5 separate regions of the Mus musculus genome follow, and all the other regions are linked to region 5. Evidence: chromatin contacts called from public HiChIP or PLAC-seq data. All regions are on one chromosome and are shown on one strand. The core of a region is the stretch at or near the end of the contact, and the rest is flanking DNA. Distances in the headings are between cores, read along the strand shown.

Region 1 (2,700 bases), core at 106-2,605, 440 kb before region 5:
TCATTTCTCTCTAACTCACACACACATACACATTCTCCTTTGTGTGTGTTCATGTGTGCATACTGTAACTCACACTTGCTAAGGATTCATGAACTAACAGAATTTTTTCTTTTTGGGCCTTAGGGGTCAAAATCAGGGCCTTTAACCACGAAGTATGAGGTTTCCAAGTAAGCTACACTCCACAGCTAGAGTCTCAGAGATCCGCTTCATTGAATGCATGCGGCCCAGGAGCTCCTGTTCTGTAGCAGACAATGAACTTTAACCCCTGTCCCTCCTGCTTCTAGCTTCCAAGTTTTGGGATTACGAGGGTAAACCAACACACTGAGCTTAGATTTCTCCTTACAAAGCTGTAACTTAATATTAAATATATTTTATTATTTATTTGTGTGTAGATGTGTATCTGTGTGTGCCTGAGGTCAGATATATATCCTACTGGCTGAAGCTGGAGTTACAGGAAGCAGGGTGCTGACTAATATGGGTACTGGAAATGAAACTTGGGCCCTATGCAAGAACAGCGCATGATCTTAACTACTGAGCCATGTGTCCAGCCTTTAAACCGACTTTTATTGTTAATTAATTTTAGGCTTATAGAAGATTTTAATATAGAGTCCCGATATTCCCCTCACCCCATCTTCCCAGTTATTAGCAATTTATATGAATAGTGATATTGAGTAGGGACATAGTTTAGTGCAGACTAGAACATGTAAATCAACCCCTGGCCCCAAAAGGAAAAAAAAAACAGCAACAAGAACAACACGGGGACCATGATATATTTGCCAAAAGCTTCACAAGTTGTGTTGTGCTTGAGGTAGGCTCTTGCTCTGTAGCCCAGGCTATCCTTAAACTCATGATCCACCGGCCTTGCTTCCTAAATGCTGGATTTTAAATATCTGACACTAAGCCTAGCCTAAGTTGTTTCTTGAGTGGTTGGTGATTGAGTCTAGGGCTTTTCCTGTGCTGAGTGCTGGGCAGGTGCTAGACCGCTGAGCTACATCCCAGCCCTGTGGATCTTAACTAAGACAGAAAACAGCAAACCTTTCTTTTTCTTTTCTCTTGTATTGTATTGCATTGTATTGTTTTGAGACAGGGTTTCTCTGTGTGGCCTTGGCTGCTCTGCAGACCAGGCTAGCCTGGAACTCAGAGATCCACCTGCCTCTGCCCCTTGGTGCTACAATTAAAGGCGTGCACCACCACCCACCTAACACAGATGTTTCTTAATTCTCATGTGTACAACAGGTTTTCCATAAGAGCTGTGTTTTGTTGAGAATTTATAATTCATTTAATTCTATGAATTGTCAGGTCATGGTGCACGCGTCCCTGAGAACTCCATCACTGCACACTGCTCCTCTAGAGAAGCTTGGTGACTCAGCCAGACCCTTCTCCCCACGTCCTTTGAGTCACTATTAGCCACAGTCCCAATATCCATTTCCTGCCTTCCTTTTTGCTAACTAAACTTTGATTCTGTTCCAAGCAGAAATGTGCCAGCTAACTGCAACATGGAGATACCTTACAGTGGGGAGTGGTTAGGTGAGCATTCTGGCTAATGAATAAAACAAAAGTAAGTTGGGGTGGGGTAGGGGTGGTGATTCTAGGAAACTGCCCCCCCCCCCAAAGGGTGTAAATGTGCCTAGAACTGTCTCTCCTGCTATCCTTGGTTCCTGAGACTTGACAAAAACAGATCCTTACTTGTTGAGGCCACGATAGTCAGGCTTTTAAAACAAGTTCATGCCACATGAGCTCATTCAGGCCAACCCGCACCACAGACAGGGCGCATGAGAAGGCGGGCAGGCAGAGAGGCGCAGCTGAGGGTGACGATCAGGGAAGTGGCCCTTTGGAAGTTCAGCTGCCGGGCTGAACAATGGCAAGGAGGTACTGATGGAGGAAGCATGGCTGTGTGAGGTGGGAAGAGGGTGACTGAGAGTGCCTACATGTACAAACAGGCCTCCGCAACCTGACACGGTAACTATAAGCATGAATAAAGCTGTTCTGTGTGGCAGAACAATCACTCTCACAATGGCTTCCTGGAGGTTTGGTTAAATACTGATGTGCAGGCCACAGATGAGTCTGTGTGTGCCAGCAAGTGAATTATTAATGCAGGCTCTATCTGAAATCAGCTGGGAAGGCGGTTCCATTAGAAGCAAGAAAGAAATTAATTTGAGGTCACTTGATCTAGGCACACATTCGGATGCATAAACTTTCTTCCTATATTAGCTATACACCAGGGAGAGGTCCAATCAAACCCCCTGAAGGAAGAAAAAAGTGCCACAGTGGAAGTATGGACTGAAGTCAGGCCTGGCAAGGAAGCCAGTCTCTGACATGAAGCCTCTTGTGCCTAAGCATGAACAACGGAGTGAGTCAGAAATACCACTCACCAGAGTTCAGACTGCAGAGCACGGTGACTGCACTCCAAGCTCACCTTGGAACCTGCCCCGCGAGAGTGCCAGGACTCAGGGCCTCGGTAAGCCTGTGTGGTTTTCCTGAGTCAGTTACCGTGCAACTCTAATGCACTGCAGAGACTCTAGCTGGAGATGCAAATGATGAAAACTCTGTTGACCAGCTCATATCTAAGAAAAGGGTTGAGCTGGACCTGTACAAGAAGACTGGATATCAGGACAACGGAAGGAAGGGGAGGCGGGCTTACCTCTGTTGCTTTCTGGCTGAGTCCCCGAAGCAGCAGCACAACTACGTGGACTGCAGCTC
Region 2 (2,700 bases), core at 183-2,682, 460 kb before region 5:
TCGAACGCAGAAATCCGCCTGTCTCTGCCTCCCAAGTGCTGGGATTAAAGGCGCCACCACTGCCTGGATGAAAAACTTTTAAAATGTCTGGAACTTGCCAGATTCCTAAGAATCAGATTCTTAAAGTTTGGGACTTATGACTTTAAAAATTTTAACACTTCTTATACTTTGTAGGTGATTCTGACGACTTAACAATGATGTATCAACAAGAAACTCAACGTGTGTGTGTGTGTGTGTGTGTGTGTGTGTGTGTGTGAGAGAGAGAGAGAGAGAGAGAGAGAGAGAGAGAGAGAGAGAGAGAGAGAGAGAGAGAGAGAGAGAAAGTCAGAGGTCACTTTTGGAGACCTTCCTCTAGCATACAGTTTGTTGAGGCAGGGTCTCCCACTGACCACTCATTTCTGCAAACCTGGCTGCTCTTGTGACCTGCTTGTCTCTGCCACTGGCTCTTCTGTGGGTGCTGGGGGTGTGAATTCAGATGCCCATGATCTTGGAGCAAGCACTCACCCCCCAAGCAACCTCCCAGCCCCCCAGAATCAGTAATCTAATACAAATAAGGATGAGGCAGCACAGGATAGCTGAAAAACAAAACAATAAAAGACCTAAAAAAGCTGACAGGAGCCTTAGTAGGGATCTACCATTACTTCAATGTCAATGTGTTAAGAGGCTGCCCAAGATGCAGCTAAGTGCCAATGACAAGGCAAAGAGACTTGGACTATATTTCTTGGAATTTTCTTAATTATGAACAAAGAAGTTTTCCCAGAACAGAGAATAGCTCTTACATGTACATTTGTACTGTGTCTCCCAGGCAAGTGAGATGGCTATGCCGTCTCTACAACCTGAGTTGGGTCCCCTAGAACCTACATAAAAGCTGGACTTGGGAGCACGCATTACATTCTCAGCACAGGGAGAGCCTTCCCCAGAACTCCCCACCCCACCAGCTAGCCTACAGTGTGAAGCTCAGTTGAGACAAAAAGAAAAACCTGCCTCAACAAGGTGGCAGGCTTCCGTTTCCTCATTCCAGTGACACAATACCCGCTAACTCAGGAGAACTGGAGACCAGAAGAAAGCCCAGTGGTGAAGCAAAGGGGTCCTGGGAAGCCATCTGTGTCTGAACACATCTCTAACAGTTCACATGTTTCTCCAGTACAGCCTCAGGCTTGGTCAGGTAAACCCTTCAGGAAGAGCAGAGCTGGCCCCTTACTTCTACCTCTGCTGGCTTCGTGACCTGAACATGGAGACATAAGCGTGCTGTGCCCCAGCGTCCCATCTGTGGATAGGTTGGGAGCCTACTTGTCACAGAGTTGCTATGAGGATTTAGGACCTAAAGAGTTTTGAGGTATAATTAGTCATTAGTGAGTGTTAGCAATGTTCAGTGCAGACGCTTGGAGGGTGTGGGCTTCCCCAGGAACCACTGCCTGAGCACACAAACCACAGGGCAATGAACAGTGAGCGACAAGAGGACTTACAGCGTTTATTTACTTTGTGTGGAGGAGACTCAGACCACAGTGCCTGTGGTGAGGTCAGAGAACAACGACCAACAAGGACCTGGTCCTCTCCTTCAGACATTGGTCTGGTGGATCAAATGCAGGCTGTCAGTCTTGCAGCAAATGTTTTGTCCACTGAGCCACCTATCTCCCCAGCCCTCAAACTAAGTAGCTGGAGATGACCTTCAACTCCTGCTCTTTAAAAACTGTTACTTACTTAAAGATTTTATTTCAGCTGGGTGGTGGTGGCACATGCCTTTAATCCCAGCACTTGGGAGGCAGAGGCAGGCGGATTTCTAAGTTCGAGGCCAGCCTGGTCTACAAAGTGAGTTCCAGGACAGTCAAGGCTACACAGAGAAACCCTGTCTCGAAAAACCAAATCCTCCCCTCCCCCCCCCCCCAAAAAAGATTTTATTTGTAGTATGTGTATGACTATCTCACCAATAAATGCACTGAGTAAACGTACTGTGCTATGTGTGTATGCCATTATGTATGTATGTATGACCTTAGAGGTCAGGAGAGGTTGGATCTCATAGGCCTGGAGTAACAGACAGCTGTGAGCCTCCATGTGGGTGCTGGGAACTGAACCTAGATCCTCTGTAAGAGCAGACAGTGTTCTTAACCACTGTGCCGTCTCCAGCCCCTCATCAGCCCCTTCTCTCTTTTTCTCTCTTTCCATATAGGGTTTCTCTGTGTAGCCTCAGTTTTTATGGAACTCCCTCTGTAGACCAGGATGGCCTCTAAACTCACCGAGATCCACCTGACTGTATCCTGAGTGCCACAGCCTGGCTAGCCTCCTCATTTCTCATTCTTGTCTTAATTTTTGTTGAAAATGAACCTTAATTTCTATTAGGCTACCTTTTGTGAATGATGCATACCAGAGTTTACTGGGTTGTCTTGAGCCTATAACAGATGATTAACTTCATAAAATTTTTTCACATTCATTTTCATTCTGTAGAGCTTAACCTGTAACATCATATACCTCCTTATCAACTGGCACTACTGGGAAGTCTAATTCACTCGTGTTTGGAAGCAACCAACATCGTGAGTTAATTTCCCACTGACAATCACCAGGGCCAGAGTCATCACTTTTGTCCTTATGCACAATTGGGGAAATCGGCACCAGAACACTCACAGAAGATGTAGGTGCAGCCAGTCCCTGGGCTGCCTCCCACCCCCACTTCCTACGTTTGTCCCACCTTGCCCAGTCTACCCA
Region 3 (2,700 bases), core at 172-2,671, 260 kb before region 5:
GAGGCCAGGGATAACACCCAGAGGAGTGCAGCAAGGAGAGCCCAGCAAAGGCACAGAAGGGAGAGAATTCACTCAGGCTCATTTAACCCTGACTTCTGAGAGTAAACAGGACAAAGGACACTCCATCATCACCCAGGACTGCCCCCCCACCCCCAGATGTAAGGTCATTCATGCTGACTGTAGACATTGGGGCAGTGATTATCTGCCCAGGTTCTACCTCGCCATGTGTTCCAAGCTCCATGGTAACTCCAGTGAGCCAACTACAATCAACAGGGTAAAACCTGCCATCAGCCTCAGACATGAGACGTGTTAATAGTCTTGCAGCTTGGTGAATGTGGTTAAACACATTCAAGGGTTCAGGCCCCAGTCTTGCCTCTCTTTTACACCACAGCTCACCTCTGCCAAGGGGCACTTCCCCCACTCACCCCCTCAAGAATGTAAGGATTCTTTCTCAAAAAATATGTGGGTTTCTTTCCTCCCAAGAGTTGTGACCCAAGGCAGCTGGGGTAACAAACACATATCAGACAGAGAAGGTAACAGGGACCAAGGTGGGTGGGACTGATTTAATCAAGGATAGCAGGGAAGGCTGGACTTCCAGAGACATGCTCAAGCCACAAGGCACAGGGTAGTGCAGAAGACCCACCCAAGCTCCTTGTGCCTGTCACAGCCTGGGTGCTGCACAGAAGAGCCAGGTGAGAACACAGCAGATGTGACCACAGTACTGGAATTGAAGTTACGGTAGCTGGTAGGTATTGAAGTCTACATAGGCTTGCAACCAGCAATGGCCCCTGTTCCTTCAGTTCAGAAGAGCTAAGATCTCCTCCATCTAAAGAGCCAAGATCGCCTCCATCTACTTGTCCTTCATGTCAAGACCAAGGAAAAGAAACAGCAGCTTGAAGTCATTTTCCTCTCCAGGCCCCTCTTAGACAGTCCAGTGTCCACAACCCAGGTTTCAATGTTCCTGGAGGCACTGTCCGGTGAGGAGGCAATTCTTTTAAGAGAAACTGAAATCCGGTGCAAGAAGATGGGGAATTTGTCCCTACCTGCTGTAATAGGGATAGGGTGGGGCCAGAAATGGGCCTGAAGAGCTGGCTCAGTTTTTAAGAGCACTTAACTTCTCTTCTGAAGATGTGGTTCAAATCCCAGCACCCTCCCCAGGTACCTCACATCTGCCTGTAATTCTAGTTTCAGGGGATCTGATATCCTCTCTTCTGGCCCAGCTGACACCAGCAGACAAAGGGAGACACATACAGGTTTAAAAAAAAAGAAAGAAAGAAAAAAAAAAAAAACCTTTGGCTTTCATGCCAAGTCAGGGCTGTGGTGTCCTGGCTTTTAGCTGCAAGCAGACAATACCACCGCACCCTACTGCCTAAATACAGGGGTGCTCTCTGGCACTGCCACTGGCTACAGCCCACGGAGCATTCCTGTGGCTGTTTGGGCGACTCCACGACTTGTTTGCTTATTGATTAGGAAGGAGGCTGCTTCTCTACTTTTCCCTTCTGTGGATTTTCCCAAGCCCAGAGAGAATCCTGTTCTAAATTCCATACAGCTGAGTCCCCCACCCTCAACCCCTGCCACCCCCCGACAAAAGGCAGGCAGGCAGGCCTGAGTGCCGCTGAGCCAGGCCCTCCTAGCCCTCTCTAGTCCTTAATGTAGCCTTATGAGCTCTCAGGCCTCCAGTCCCACTCGGGGACTAAAGCATGTTGACCAAAATGCCTATAATCACCCTCTCGGATCTGGTGTACAGTGCACATACTGTCCTGGTGTGCTTTGAAAACTACCCAGTCCTGGGTCCTAACTCCAACTAACTCAATACAGATATCCAGAGATGGAAGAGCCCAGGAATTGGCAGATCTTAAATTTTCTCCAAGCTCCTATAGAATCCAATGTGAGCAAAGAATCACCAATAAATAAATAAATAAATAAATAAATAAATAAAGTAAGTAAGTAAGTCATTGCATCAGGCATAAAGAGGGAAACATGACTCAGCAAAGGCTCAGAGATGTTAAATGCCTCTTCCAAGGTCACACAGCATAAATGGCAAGAGTAGGGCTCAAACACTGGTTGAATATAGACGACTCCCACACAGTCTTTCTCCAGCCTGACCTGCTGGGTTTGGGGAATTTCCTTCACTCCCTTGTCCGGGAATGGAAAGTGAGAACATAGTCCTTCCACTTACTAACCCTGATGGCTGGGTTCTAAAGTGACGGCACTCCGTCAGGACGTCTATTTTGCACTCCGACTGGGATTTGGCTTAGTTTTGAATATCAACAGCAATGCCTTCTGTATGTGCGTGGGAGGGAGTGTTACAAGGTGAAACTGCAGCGTTAGCTAACATGCCAGAGTGGAGATAGCAGATGCTGAATGACACAAAAGACCACACAGACCCCGTGCCATTCCTTTGTCACACTCGAACGTCCCAGATCAAAAAGATCTACAGATAGGACTTGGGAGATGGCGGGTGGCAAGGGGCACATTCCTTTTTAATAACTAAATATATGTTATATTTTTTTCATTTTCCTCAATGTGTGAGTGTTTTAGCTCCATGTCTGTCTGTCTGTACACCACATGGATGCTTAATGCCACAGAGGTCACAGAAAGGCATCATCAGATCCCTTAGAACTGGGGTTATAGATGGTGGTGAACCACCATGTGGGCGCTGGGAACAGAACCCGGTTCCTCTGTGAGAACAGCAAACGC
Region 4 (2,700 bases), core at 50-2,549, 340 kb before region 5:
GAAACAGATCAGCTGCTTTGGGAACAAATGATTACACACACACACCACATACATATACACATACATATACATACACAACACATACACACATACACACCACACACACACACATACACACACACCACACACACACACACACACACACACACACACACACACACATGAAATTTTCAATTTTTTGGGAACTCTGACTGCTTTAAGTGTCTGTGGGCCCTATTTAAACCCAGGTGTTCATGTAACTTTTGTGTGTGTGTGTGTATGTATGTGTTTGTGTATAATATCAAAAGGACTATACCCCTAACCTGAGCAGACACCCCAGATTTTAAGGAGTGGTTGCTTCTGGCAGTGGATGGAGATTCATTTAATCACTGGTTGCTAACTATATTCTCATCAGGAAGCAAAATAGTAATTTCAGTGAGAACTGTGGGTTTTCATATACATGTGCACTAATTAAGCATGCCAAATAATTCTAAATTCTTACACTCAATGGGCACAGTGATAAAGCTGCTAAAATTCATCAGTTCTCAGGAAGCTTCCATTCATTCTGATAATTCTACTTTAATACATATTTTTTTCTATTTTCGTCAAGTCAATCATATTTGTTTATGTTTTAAATGTTCACTAGATTAATCATGACTATAAAGTTAAATGTAAGCACTTCAACAAGCAGCAACTCTTTGGATGTGGCGGAAGTGAGCAGCTGGACCAGCGACACACTCCATGTGGACAGCCAAGGGAAGCCTAGGTTCTGAGAAAACAGCACCCTCCACAAATCTCAGAAAGCGCAAACAGTCTAAAATACATGCTCACGGCGCTAGGGGCAAAGCTCAGATGCCCAGTGTGCATGCGGCCCTAGGGTCAGTCTCAGCAGGACAAAAATAAAACAAAACAAAACAAAACAAAAAAATGAATAAAATAAAATAAAATACTTGTGAGACATTGGAGAAATAAATGATCCACTCCACTAAAGTCTATTTAGTACGTTCTAATCCATTCTTATGAGAAACAAACTCATTACAAAATTACCAATGACAGTAATCAGACAATTTCCCCTAAGAATAAGGCTGGGGTGGGAGTGGAGGATCTGGGTTTGATTCCCAATATCCACACAGTTCCCAGGGACTGGATACCCTCTGCTCCATCAGGCATGCAAGCAATGCACAGACACAGACAAGACAAATACAGTAATAATCGTAATAAGGCACACATGCATCCTGCTCTTTGAGTCAGAGACAGACTGGACTGACTGCTCGGGAGCTGCGGTGAACATGTGCTGCCCTGTGCTCTGAGTCACTGGCGAACACTGGGCAGTAGCTGGGCTTGCTGCGGTGTAGAGCCGGGAGGCGCCAGCAAACCACACCTACTATTAGCTGGCATCTTGGAATAACACCCAGAGGATCATTTAAGGCTCTGGTTTCTTTAAAGATTATAAATAGCAAGCGCCTTGGCTGCCTGTTTCTGGTTTCCTTTCCATCAGCGCCCCTTAGCGGCTGACTCACAGAACAGTGTCGTATAAAAACTTCTGTCAGGCGTGACAATCGGGGGTTGGTAAGCTCACCTAATGGCCTCTTTGGCGGTAATCACGATGCCACCGTGCGTAGCGGCTCTAAACTGACACTGAGGGTGGAGAGTGGGCACGGTTTTGTCCAACCCCGAAAATCCTTTCAGGCTGGCGATTGCCTTCTTCCTTTCCAGCTTCACCAGAATCCATAACAAGATCTCTTGGCAAAGTGACCTGGTAGATGAAGCAGTTATGAATGAATGAGCTTGTCATCTTATTCCATGAAGCTAGCAAGCTATGCGGGGGGGGGGGGGGGGGGGGGGAAGACACGATGACCGTCAGGTTCCACTTGATCCCAATGCTGCCCGGCCACTGGCTGCTGACACTCGACAGGGAAGCATGCATCTTACAAATTTCAGAGTACAGTGCCCTGGAGGTCACCCAGGGGTAGCTTAACCCTTGGCTCTAGAAGCCACCCCACTCACTAGAAGGGGCTGGGGTAGGCCCATGCTCCCCCGTCAGTCTTTGATGAGGATGGAACGGTGCTATGAGAACTTAATTTTTTTTTTACTTTTTAAAAAGATTTTATTTTTATTTTTAGGCTGGACATTTAGTCTTAACTACAGGGCTGAGTGTCTTTCTTCACCATTAGCAGCCATACTAATGACTGCTCTGAGTTATTGAGCTTATAATTTGTCAGGGACCTTTCTAGGGACTCCAGTTTACACAGTGTCTTCATAGTGACCCAGGAAAGGATGGAACTATAAACTCCTACCATGTGGAAGAAATGCCACAAACGACTGAAAATAGAGCTAATCCAAAAATCAATCTTTTTAAAAATGTATTTATTTAATGTTATGTGTGTGAATGCTCTGCCTGTACTTATGTTTGTGTATCAGATGTCCTGGGACTGCCGTTACAGTTGTTAGCCTCCATGTGGGTGCTGGGAATGGAAGAGCAGCCAGGGCGCCTAAACCGTGGAGCCATCTCTCCAGCCCCTAACTGAATCCGTTTTAAAGTAACACAGAAAGGGGATTGTAGATGACTAAGAAGCCCCTTTCTTCTATACTGAAGACTCTGCATATTAAGGCCAAATTCCAGGTTAAACTATGCAGTCACATCAAATCTGCACTTTTCAAACTTACTCTCCAACACTCCACTTGGGCATCATAAACTCCCACTGGTTTCCCACTTCCCAG
Region 5 (2,700 bases), core at 41-2,540:
ACTGAATCCCACCAGTTGAATGTTATTTAAAAACCTCTAGGGAAGGTACAAATATTACATTCCTACTTTCTTGTTTCTGCCATTGGCCAGAGCCTTGCTTGGTACCACAATGAAGTCTCATTTGACTCAAACTTGGGGTCCTTTAAGAGGGACAATGTCCTCTTATTTAAACTGTTTATTAGCCCCACTCAGAAATCTGGGAACCTCATGAGGGCTGAGAGGGCAACCTGCTTCTTCTGGTGCTCAGTTGGTTAGCAGCCAGGGCATCTCTCTGATATACAGGGTTCAGGCTGCGCAGACTCAAAGAGAAGCGCAGAGGAAATGTGTAGGTGTAGCTTGTGTCTTGGGGGCAAGACAGTGACAGGAGTAAGAAATGGAGAACGTGACGTCAAGGTTAAGATGAGGAAGCCAGTTTGCAGAGGAAGACTGGAAGCCCTTCTTTACCTGGGCTTCCTCCAACGAACAGAGCATGCTCAGAAAAAAGGGTCCTCCAGGTATAAACAGGAGAGATGTGGAGTATAAAGGACCACACACTGCAGTGGCCAAAGACTTTTTGGGTTCCTTCCTCAGCACATAAGTTCCTTTCCAGTCTCGGGAGTGGTTTTCCTGTTTTGATAAGCTATTTCTATTATATTCAGTTCCAACTTAAACGGAGTGACTTTTTCTCCATCTCGTTCATTCCTGGCAGCTGCCAAGATGTACAGTTTGCCTGCTCTGTTGTTTTTTCTTGCAAAATCTAAATAAAACTGTCCCCAAACTTCCTTGTGATCCCACTTTAAAATTATTTTATCAATGAGATTGCCACCCCCCCCCCTCCCAGGGGAACCTCCGTTTCCCTAGAAACAAGACTATACTACCCTGATCCATGCACCAACATCTGCCGCTCCAGGGGGTGTCAAGGTATCAGGCCTGGGAGAATGTTTGCTATACTAATATACTAAGAACCCAGCCTCCCTCCCCTCCCCGGACCTTCCGCATTCCTCCCTTTCCAGAGGAACACTGCCCTCCCGCCCCCCCTTCCCACCCCCACCCCGCTCCCAGCAGCACCACCAAGGCAGGGCTGCAAGAGATATGCACTACTCCCCTGCCTCCACCTGGGTCCTCAGGAGGGATTTGTTCACTGGGTCCAGAGCTGCTCAGCCTGGATATCTGGCCTAAGCTCAATTGCCTCCTGCTAGACTTTCTTCCTGTGGTTTTGCAGGCTGGCACTACCACTCAGTACCCAGCTCTGACTTAACTATCAAAGGACCGGTGGAATGACCTGGCTGAGAATGACAGCTACAAGCCTAGCCCTGCTCTCTGTGCCAGGCACTGCTCAGCCCTGCACCAACCTTATCTTCTGCACTGAGTCAGAGTCTAGCTGGACTCTAGCCTTAGACGCCTGACAGCTCTTTCTGAGCCTGGGGAGAGCCTGGCCAACAGGAAGGCCTCGTTCACCCAGCAGACCTGACCCAGGCAGTCTCTCTTTGAGACACTCCATAAACAAGGTCAGGTGGTGCTAGTGGCATCTCAGGACAGGGAACATGCCAAGGTAGCAACAGGGACTGAGCCAATGACCCCCAGGAAGCTCCCAGAAGTGCATCCCAGAAAGTCAAGGGTGGATGTCCTGGAATCCCCTGGAGCTTAGGCCAACAAGGTTGACCATTTCTGGCTAGGGCTTTGGTGGCCTGTCTCCCCTCTCTGGGTCTCTGCTTCATCACCTATCAAATGGCAGGTAAAGTGGGTGGCTCTAAGTGCCTTCCTGGTTCTGGACATAGATTCTGAGAACCCAGAGGCATCAAGATTCATAGACAAGTCCCAGGCAGGAAGCCATTGATCCAGAGATACTTTCCTCTCAACCAAACCAAATTCTCCCACTGGCCTGACTTAGACCTCCGGTGGGGAGCTACTCACTGCTGACACTCAGTGTCAACTGGCCGGTAAGTGGCCATCTGAGCAAGAGAAACGGGAAGAATGGCTTCAGTGTATTTCAACCTGGTTCGAAAGACCTGAGCCCCAAGTCTTCACCATCCATGACCCAGGCCAGAGAAGAGGGACACAAACACAGCTGGCAGGTCCTTTGATCAGGGTCCAGCATCAGCTCAATGGGGTGAAATACTGTTTTGTGATCTCCCTATCTAGGTGGCACAGAGATGGAAATGGGCTGCCTGCTTTTACCATGCATCTCCAAGGATTTTTCATCCACAAGCAATCCCCGCACCTCTGCCTGCTGTCCCTCCCTCCTCTGTCCCTTGGCACTGCACACTGTTCTGAAGGTGAACTCTGGTTGTGGCAGGTGTCACTCCTCTGGGTTCATCTGTGGGTTGTGGAGATGACAAGACATGCAGGACTGGTGTTCTGCTCACTGTGTACAGCCAAACAACAACAACCACCACCACAGGAGTCCCTTGTTCCAAAAGCTTGGTGGTGATTACAGCTGAGACTCAACTTTCAGCAAGTGTTAAGACCTCTCCATCCCAGGTTCTAATTTCCCCTCCATTACGTCCCAGTCTTGAAGAAGGACTATCCAAGGGAAACTGAGTTCTCTCTTTCCTAGAAGTTCAAGGATATGGTCCTTGGGACTTCATCAACTCCCTGAGGAATTGGGAGGAGCAGGAGGGGATTTCTGTGCTTTTGTGTTACAGGTGACTGAGCTGCTGGGAGCCATTTCAGGCTAATAGCTGTGGAATGTGTGTCAGTGGCTTCCTGCTAGCCGGGTGT

Evidence for each region. HiChIP or PLAC-seq counts read pairs in DNA pulled down with a chosen protein or histone mark.
Region 1: a contact with region 5 is called in a FOXA1 HiChIP or PLAC-seq map of pancreatic cancer cells. The contact joins two enhancer-like sites. A contact is called at or near these places in 1 of 115 datasets of contacts at active chromatin or transcription factors (pancreatic cancer cells) and 1 of 9 other capture datasets (embryonic stem cells).
Region 2: a contact with region 5 is called in a FOXA1 HiChIP or PLAC-seq map of pancreatic cancer cells. The contact joins two enhancer-like sites. A contact is called at or near these places in 1 of 484 Hi-C or Micro-C datasets (embryonic stem cells), 1 of 115 datasets of contacts at active chromatin or transcription factors (pancreatic cancer cells) and 1 of 9 other capture datasets (embryonic stem cells).
Region 3: a FOXA1 HiChIP or PLAC-seq map of pancreatic cancer cells shows a contact between it and region 5. The contact joins two enhancer-like sites. A contact is called at or near these places in 2 of 115 datasets of contacts at active chromatin or transcription factors (pancreatic cancer cells and vascular smooth muscle cells) and 1 of 9 other capture datasets (embryonic stem cells).
Region 4: an HNF4G HiChIP or PLAC-seq map of pancreatic cancer cells shows a contact between it and region 5. The contact joins two enhancer-like sites. A contact is called at or near these places in 2 of 115 datasets of contacts at active chromatin or transcription factors (double positive thymocytes and pancreatic cancer cells) and 1 of 9 other capture datasets (embryonic stem cells).

What each region holds. Positions count from the first base shown.
Region 1 is chr8:106,818,511-106,821,210 of GRCm38.p6, reverse strand. It overlaps Tango6 (transport and golgi organization 6), which reads right to left. Exons shown (of 18, transcript NM_173037.1): 17 at 2,642-2,700. Among named protein-coding and RNA genes, the nearest start is that of Gm34197, 27 kb to the left of the region's middle. Within about 2 kb of position 1,355, at least 59 of the 459 cell types and tissues checked have an H3K27ac peak or open chromatin away from gene starts, as enhancers often do. A contact at or near this core is called in pancreatic cancer cells, where this site is marked.
Region 2 is chr8:106,835,448-106,838,147 of GRCm38.p6, reverse strand. The region is part of intron 17 of Tango6 (transport and golgi organization 6); the gene reads right to left. The region is part of intron 1 of Gm34197 (a long non-coding RNA gene); the gene reads left to right. Among named protein-coding and RNA genes, the nearest start is that of Gm34197, 10 kb to the left of the region's middle. Within about 2 kb of position 1,432, at least 22 of the 459 cell types and tissues checked have an H3K27ac peak or open chromatin away from gene starts, as enhancers often do. A contact at or near this core is called in pancreatic cancer cells, where this site is marked.
Region 3 is chr8:106,639,827-106,642,526 of GRCm38.p6, reverse strand. All of the region lies in intron 2 of Cdh1 (cadherin 1), which reads right to left. Among named protein-coding and RNA genes, the nearest start is that of Cdh1, 38 kb to the right of the region's middle. Within about 2 kb of position 1,421, at least 52 of the 459 cell types and tissues checked have an H3K27ac peak or open chromatin away from gene starts, as enhancers often do. A contact at or near this core is called in pancreatic cancer cells, where this site is marked.
Region 4 is chr8:106,717,005-106,719,704 of GRCm38.p6, reverse strand. Tango6 (transport and golgi organization 6) reads right to left here. Exons shown (of 18, transcript NM_173037.1): 9 at 1,559-1,735. Among named protein-coding and RNA genes, the nearest start is that of Tango6, 35 kb to the right of the region's middle. Within about 2 kb of position 1,299, at least 113 of the 459 cell types and tissues checked have an H3K27ac peak or open chromatin away from gene starts, as enhancers often do. A contact at or near this core is called in pancreatic cancer cells, where this site is marked.
Region 5 is chr8:106,377,216-106,379,915 of GRCm38.p6, reverse strand. No RefSeq gene overlaps it. Among named protein-coding and RNA genes, the nearest start is that of Gm39238, 20 kb to the right of the region's middle. Within about 2 kb of position 1,290, at least 62 of the 459 cell types and tissues checked have an H3K27ac peak or open chromatin away from gene starts, as enhancers often do. A contact at or near this core is called in pancreatic cancer cells, where this site is marked.